Linked DNA regions of Rattus norvegicus: region 2 is linked to region 1. Evidence: chromatin contacts called from public Hi-C data. All regions are on one chromosome and are shown on one strand. Each heading gives the region's core, a stretch centred on a gene start, on an enhancer-like site or on the middle of the called end of the contact. The rest is flanking DNA. Distances are from core to core; before and after follow the strand shown. Region 1 holds the start of LOC120099778 (small nuclear ribonucleoprotein G-like). Region 2 overlaps Ltbp4 (latent transforming growth factor beta binding protein 4).

Evidence for each region. Hi-C and Micro-C count contacts between places; a contact is called where the count stands out from the background.
Region 2: a Hi-C map of psoas muscle shows a contact between it and region 1, with 2.9 times the contacts expected there. The contact joins the enhancer-like site here to the promoter of LOC120099778 in region 1. A contact is called at or near these places in 7 of 12 Hi-C or Micro-C datasets (the Rat2 cell line, Schwann cells, frontal cortex and 4 more).

Annotation. Positions count from the first base shown.
Region 1 is chr1:91,710,426-91,714,176 of GRCr8, reverse strand. LOC120099778 (small nuclear ribonucleoprotein G-like) reads left to right here and starts at 1,471. Exons shown (of 1, transcript XM_039100838.2): 1 at 1,471-1,991. The coding sequence starts at 1,471. The coding sequence ends at 1,701. The region is part of intron 2 of LOC120099779 (a long non-coding RNA gene); the gene reads right to left.
Region 2 is chr1:91,750,099-91,753,371 of GRCr8, reverse strand. Ltbp4 (latent transforming growth factor beta binding protein 4) reads left to right here. Exons shown (of 33, transcript NM_001170336.1): 5 at 938-1,129; 6 at 1,432-1,679; 7 at 1,761-1,863; 8 at 2,218-2,292; 9 at 2,404-2,526; 10 at 3,057-3,221. Among named protein-coding and RNA genes, the nearest start is that of Ltbp4, 8.1 kb to the left of the region's middle. Within about 2 kb of position 1,756, at least 5 of the 93 cell types and tissues checked have an H3K27ac peak or open chromatin away from gene starts, as enhancers often do.

The sequences.
Region 1 (3,751 bases), core at 222-2,721:
AAAGAAGGGGGCGAGGGGGTAAGAAAAGACAGAAGGAAAGAAAGATGAAAGGCCTGATGGCTCCCCAGCCTACACCACTGCTTCCTTAGTATTTTGAATATTTTAGTATCCTTCAGTTCATTCTTTTCTATGTGACCCTCTTATGCTCGTATATGTGTGTTTTTACATAACTACATGATCAAATTGTTTATACAGCCCTACATTTTCCCCCTTCTTAAAATGTAAGCTTTTCCCCGCTTAAAACGTCTCTGTATAAACACAATCTCCAACGTTTGCTCTCTGTTTACTCAACAGGGCAGCGTTGCCAGACATTGAGGCCGTCCCCAATTTCCTCCCATTATAAATAACGCCCCCATGCACATCCTGGTGTGTCCCAGAGGTGGGATTCCTGGGCCAAAGGGTGCGGATGCATTGGCAGAGAACGATCAAAAACTCGGCAGACTCTGCCTGACCCCGAGCTAAGGTGACCTCATACAGTTAAAGTGAGATTACACTGCTGTTTGTTATTTCCACATTGGATTCGTGACTCAGAGGCTAGAGAGAATGTCTTTTTTCTTTTCTGGATGTACTCAGCTGTGAGAAGCAGAAACCCATTCACACTGGCTCACGTCAAAGCGAGCTGCATGTGTCAGCAAGTAAAGCCAGCACAAGCTGGCTCTTCCCTGTCAGGATAGACACACAGATACAGCCTTTAATTTTCAGTTATGTGCATAGGTCTGTGGGTCTTCCAGATGTCAATTCCCAGCGCCCACATAGCCTACCATTTCGGGGTTCCAGCATATACAGAAGCCCAGCTGAAACACCCAACCTTGTGAGACTGAGCAATGACTAGACTCTTGGGCGTTCTGTTCACAGCTAGCCATTGTTGAACTAGTTGGACTGCAGCCTGTAAGCCATTTCAACAAATTCCATATATGTATATGTATGCATGCATACATATATATGTATATATATGGAGAGAGTTGTTCTATAGGTTCTGTGACTCTAGAGAACTGTAATGTAGATTTGCTCACAATTGTTTATAACTGTATGGAGTCTTATGGGATCCAGTGCCATTTTGTGGTGTACAGACACACACACGGACAGACAGGTGGTTGTCAGCCCCTGAGTGGGTGCTAAGAATCAAACCATGGTCCTCTTCAAGAGCAACAAATGCTCTTAACCCCTGAGCTGCCCCTCCAGCCCCTCTAGACCTCTATTTACGACTAGATCTCACTCTGTAGTACAGGCCGACTTGTAACTCAATACATAGTAACTCAAGCTGGCCCCAAACACACAGAAATTCTCCCGTTTAGCCTCCTCTGTGCTGGAATTACAAACCTGGGTGGCTGTAACTGGCTGGCTGCTAGGGATAAACTTTAAGATCCCCGCCACACAGCCAATGCCTGAAACTTCGGATAGAAATGAACCCTGGAAAGAATACAGCATGCAACTCCTTTGCCGTTGTGCTGAGCTCACTGAGGAGCCGCCATGAGCGAAGGCCACCCTCCCGAACGGAGAAAGGTTATGGACGGGAAGTTGTCATTGAAGTTAGACGGCGGCAGGCGTGTACGAGGAGTACTGCGGGGCTTTGATCCCTTTATGAACCTTGTGGTTGATGAGTGTGTGGAGATGGGAAACAGTGGGCAACAGAACAACAGTGGGGTGGTGGTCATCCGAGGAAACAGCATCGTCATGTTAGAAGCCTTGGAAAGAGCCTAATCAGTGTTCCACAGTGTGTCCACATCCCTCCCCAAAGGCGTGCTGGATTGTGATGTAGAATTAGGTTGTGTACATTTTCTTTTTCTTTTTTTTAATCTATTTTTTAAAGATTTATTCATTTATTTTATGTATATGAGTACACTGTTGCTGTCTTCAGGCACACCAGAAGAGGGCATCAGATCTCATTACAGATGGTTGTGAGCCACCATGTGGTTGCTGGGATTTGAACTCAGGACCTCTGGGAGAGCAGTCAGTGCTCTTAACTGCTGAGCCATCTCTCCAGCCCATGTACATTTGCATATGAAACTTTTTGCTAAACTTTTGTGATACTCAAAAAAAAAGAAAAAAAGAAAAAAAAGAAGGAAAGGAAGAAAGGAGTACAGCATGCGACACTAAGGGACTACACTTTGTCCCAGGAAACCCACCTCTGGGACACAACAGGGGCAAAGTGAGCAGATAATAATTGACCAATAGGCAGCCCCACCCAGCCTGGCCATGCTACAGAAAGCTAGGGTTTGAGGGTGCCCAGGTGACCAAGTAGCCTAAGCTGCCAGATTCAAGAAAAGTGTTGTTCAAACTGAGTGTGATGGCACACATCTGCAATTCTGTCATCGAGTCACCGAGGCAGAGCACCTGCCAAAAGTTAGAGGCCACACTGGGCTATACAGTGATTACTAGGTTCAGCCAGAGCTACACAGAGAGACCCTACCTTAGGAGAATAAATAAAGCCCTGATTCATGTAATGTTTAGTCTTGTCAGTTTAGTGGGATTAAAACTTTCAAAGTGGTGTGTGTGTGTGTGTGTGTGTGTGTGTATGTGTCTGTGTGTGTCTCTGTGTATGTGTGTGTCTATGTGTGTATGTGTATATGTATATGTGTGTGTATGTATGTGTCTCTGTGTGTATGTGTGTATGTGTGTGTCTCTGTATGTGTATGTGTGTGTGTGTCTGTGTGTGTCTTTGTGTGTGTCTCTGTGTATGTGTGTGCCCATGTGTGTATGTGTATGTGTGTGTGTCTGTCTGTGTGTGTGTGTCTATGTGTGTATGTGTTTGTGTGTGTATGTGTATGTGTGTGTGTGTCTCTCTCTCTGTGTATGTGTATGTGTCTCTGTGTGTATGTGTCTTTGTGTGTGTCTCTGTGTGTATGTGTGTGTGTGTCTATGTGTGCATGTGTGTGTATGTGTATGTGTGTGTGTGTCTCTGTGTGTGTGTGTGTCTGTGTGTGTGTGTGTTGTTGATCAGAGGACAACTTAAGGAGTTGTTTCTCCCCTTCCCACCACTGCTTAGGTCATGGTCCCCAGGGGTTGAACTCACATCATCCAGTTTGGCTGAAAGCACCTTTTACCTGAGCCATCTCACTGGCCCTTCATGGGATTTAGAATCAAGCCTTTGGGCTTACTGTAATAAGGTTAATTCAGTCAAAATGACCCTAAATATGAATGGTACCACATTCCATACAGAGGGGTCCCAGATGGAATAAAATGGAGGTGAGCCTCTCAGAACCAGCATTCAAGTCTCTCCTTGAGATCGGCCACCATGCCTTCTCCCCCAGGCTGGCTCGCGCTCCTTCAAGTCCCCTCCCCCTTAGTTATTCTGTCAGATATTCATCGTGCCAAGGAGAAACACACGGGAAACATGAAGACTATGAGATCTTACCTTGCTACTGCCATACATCATCATCCAGTTTAAAAAGGAGGGCTGGAGAGATGGCTTGGTGGTTACAGGCACCGGCTGCTCTTCCAGAGGATCCAAGTTCAGTTCCCAGCACCCACATGGTGGCCTACAACCATCTGTACCCTCAGTTCTGGGGGAACCAGTGTCCTCTGCTGGCCTTTGTATATACCAGGCAAGCATGTGCACGCACTTGACAGTAAAATACCCACATCAAGCAAACAAAACTCCCCCAGGCTTATGAATAAGGCTCTGGGAAGATGGCTCAGTAGTCAGGAGTATGTATAGCTGCTGCAGAGGACCCAAGTTAGGCTCCCAGAACCCAAGTCAGGCTGATCACATTGCCTGGAACCCCAGCTCCAGTTCTTCTGTAACTGTGCT
Region 2 (3,273 bases), core at 507-3,006, 39 kb before region 1:
CTTTGGCTCAGCAGTCCGGGGCTCCCCAAGGGTCCGGAATGCGGGGACGACGCCCTGCCCCCGCTGCACCCCTTTCTTTGTTTACCCCGTCGCACAGCTGGCAGTGCCCCGCCCAGAGGTGGCCAGGGGCCCAGAGAGGGCGCGCAGAGGGGAGTACAGGCGCGTCCCCGCTAGTTGCCCCGCCCGGTGCTACCGGAGGTGGGGAGGGAAGGCTGCGTGAAGCGGGCGGGGCTAAGATGCCTAGCTCGCCCAGGAGTGGGAGGAGCGTGAGTCAGGGCAAATCAGAGGGAGGAAAGTGAGTGGGCGGGAGCGGCTAGGCTATCAGGTACCTGGGTTAGGCGGAGCTTACAAAGTCAGGTAGAAGGCCATGTGGGCGGGACTAAAGAGGAGTGCCTGGCCAATGGGAAAAGCCTGGACATTTTGGATTCCTGCAGAGATAGAAAGGGGAAATGTTGGTTTGCTGTTGAGCGAAGGTAATCCAGTGGGCGGGGATAGCACTGTCTGGGCGGGGCTGGAACACCCGAACTCAGCCAGAAAATGGGAAAGTGAATGAAGGTGGAGGGAGGAGGCAGAGTAAGCCCATGTAGTAGGCGGGACTATGTGATAGCTGCGCAACCTGACCCACAAGTGGTAGTCAGCCAGATTTGGGGAAGGTTGTTGTGGTGGCATACTGCTATAATCCCCAAAATTAGGAATCGGAGGCAGGAGTCAAGAGTTAAAGCATCGGCTGTATAGTGAATTTCAAGGCTAGCCTGGGCTTCATTAGCCCCCATCTTAAAACAAAAGCAAACAAAAGGAAAAAGACACCTACGATGGAGGGATGTAGGATGATGTATCTTGAGGCCGTCGCTACAGCGCTGGGGACTGAGTCAGTTAGCTGAGCGAACTGTCTGCCAGGCACAGTACTGATTTTTTTGTGTCCTTGCTTTCTTCTCAGTTCTATGTCCCTTGATCTGTCACAACGGTGGTGTGTGTGTGAAGCCTGACCGCTGCCTTTGCCCCCCGGACTTCGCTGGCAAATTCTGTCAATTGCATTCTTCGGGGGCCCGGCCCCCGGCCCCAGCCATGCCGGGCCTTACCCGTTCGGTTTACACAATGCCACTAGCCAATCACCGCGATGATGAACACGGTGAGGAGAATTTAGCCGAAAGGCCTGTGATCCTGCTTTCCTCAGGAACCTGACCATTCTCTAACCAAGTTTGTTGCCTTCTCTGCTACCCTCCCAAGCCCGATTTGGTGGCTTCCACCTGTAATCCCACCACTTGGGATGCAGAGGCAGGTGTATCACTGAAAATTGCAGACCGTATTACATTACCACGACACCCCACCCCCCAATATCAAGCACCCATACTCGGCTCACCTCTCCAATCTACTCCTAGCAAGTCAGAGCTCGTGTAGTTATAGTCCATTGTCCGTCTTGCCTCTGCTCAGGCGTAGCATCGATGGTGAGTGTGCACGTGGAGCACCCTCAGGAGGCATCGGTGGTGGTGCACCAGGTGGAACGTGTGTCTGGCCCCTGGGAGGAGGCGAACTCTGAAGCCCTAGCCAGGGCTGAAGCGGCAGCACGGGCCGAGGCGGCGGCGCCCTACACAGTGCTGGCACAGAGCGCGCCACGCGAGGACGGCTACTCAGACGCCTCCGGCTTTGGTTACTGTTTCAGGGAACTGCGCGGAAGCGAAGTGAGACGAGGCCCGCGGGTGGGGGGTAACCCCCTAAAGCATACCGCCACGCGGGGGCGCGCTCACGCTTCACTTCTACAGTGTGCATCGCCGCTGCCGGGACTCCGGACGCAGGAAGTATGCTGCCGAGGGGAGGGCTTGGCCTGGGGTGTTCATGATTGTCACCCGTGCGCGGAACACTTGGGTAAGAAGCCTTGGGTTGTCCCCAAACCTCGCCTCTTCTCCTTCGGGCCCAGATAAACCCTAGTCACAAATTCTAGCTATATCTACCTACCTTGGGGGTGGTCATGTCTATCTAGGTTTTTCTATACCGTTGAGTTCATTTACCCTATTTCCAAATTTGATCACTTTACAAATGGCTTTTGTGCCTTTGACTCATCAGTGCATACGACCTTACTTCTGAGCTGCCAGTGGAGGGGCTGACTCTACTTCAGACCACACTTCACTCCTTTTAGTCCCTCCCATTTCATCTCTCATCAAAACTGCCTGGTTATCTCTCTGCCAACCTGTCCGTGCCCGATCCCTCCTTTCTCCACAGGGAACTCCAACCGAGTGAGTGGTCCAAATGGGCTTTGTCCAACCGGATTCGAAAGAGTTAATGGGTCCTGTGTAGGTAGGCACAGCAGGGGACGGCGGGGAATGGGAGGCCTTGTCTTTCAAGGCTGGGCTGCCAGGGACTTAGTAGTAGTCCCAGACTGGCCAAAAACTTCCTCAACTCTTGCAGATGTGGATGAGTGCGCCACAGGTGGGCGTTGCCAACACGGAGAGTGTGCCAACACTCGTGGCGGGTACACGTGTGTATGTCCGGATGGTTTCCTCCTAGACTCTTCCCGCAGCAGCTGCATCTGTGAGCCACCAGGAAAGGGGGAGGGGCTCTGAAGCTGGCTCCTAAATTGCTCATGACCTTAGAAAAACATCCCAGAATATTTCTTAATTCTTAATTCCCTCAGATACTCCAAACCCTTCTAGACTTTCAGATCCCCCTTGGGTTTATTCTGGACCTTAGGTTCTCTGTGCTGATTTCAGATGCTCCACTTCCAGCCTTCTAACCTTACAGCCAAGCCCCTCATGAGGACTCCCAGGATCTTGAGTTCCTTTAAGACCTCCAAATTCTCTCGACCTCTTGACCTCTAGATAGCGTTCAGATTTTTATATTCAGACTCTCATTTATGCCTTACTGAATCCTGGGCGCTCTCGGGTCTCTCTCAGACCTCCCTAAATGCCCCTCCCACTTACTAAATCCTCTCCCAGGGGCCATTCAATCACACACACACACACACACACACACACACACACACACACACACACACACACACACACACACAGAACCGCTGTACTTCCCACCACACCCTGAAGAATTTCCTCCCACTCCCCCAGCCCAACACGTGATCTCGGAGGCAAAGGGGCCCTGCTACAGAGTGCTCCAAGATGGCGGATGCTCGCTGCCCATTCTTCGAAATATCACCAAACAGATCTGCTGCTGTAGCCGCGTGGGCAAGGCGTGGGGCCGAGGCTGCCAGCTCTGTCCACCTTATGGTTCAGGTGAGCAAATCTTTCCAACCCATCCCTTCTTAACAGATATACACAGACCAGA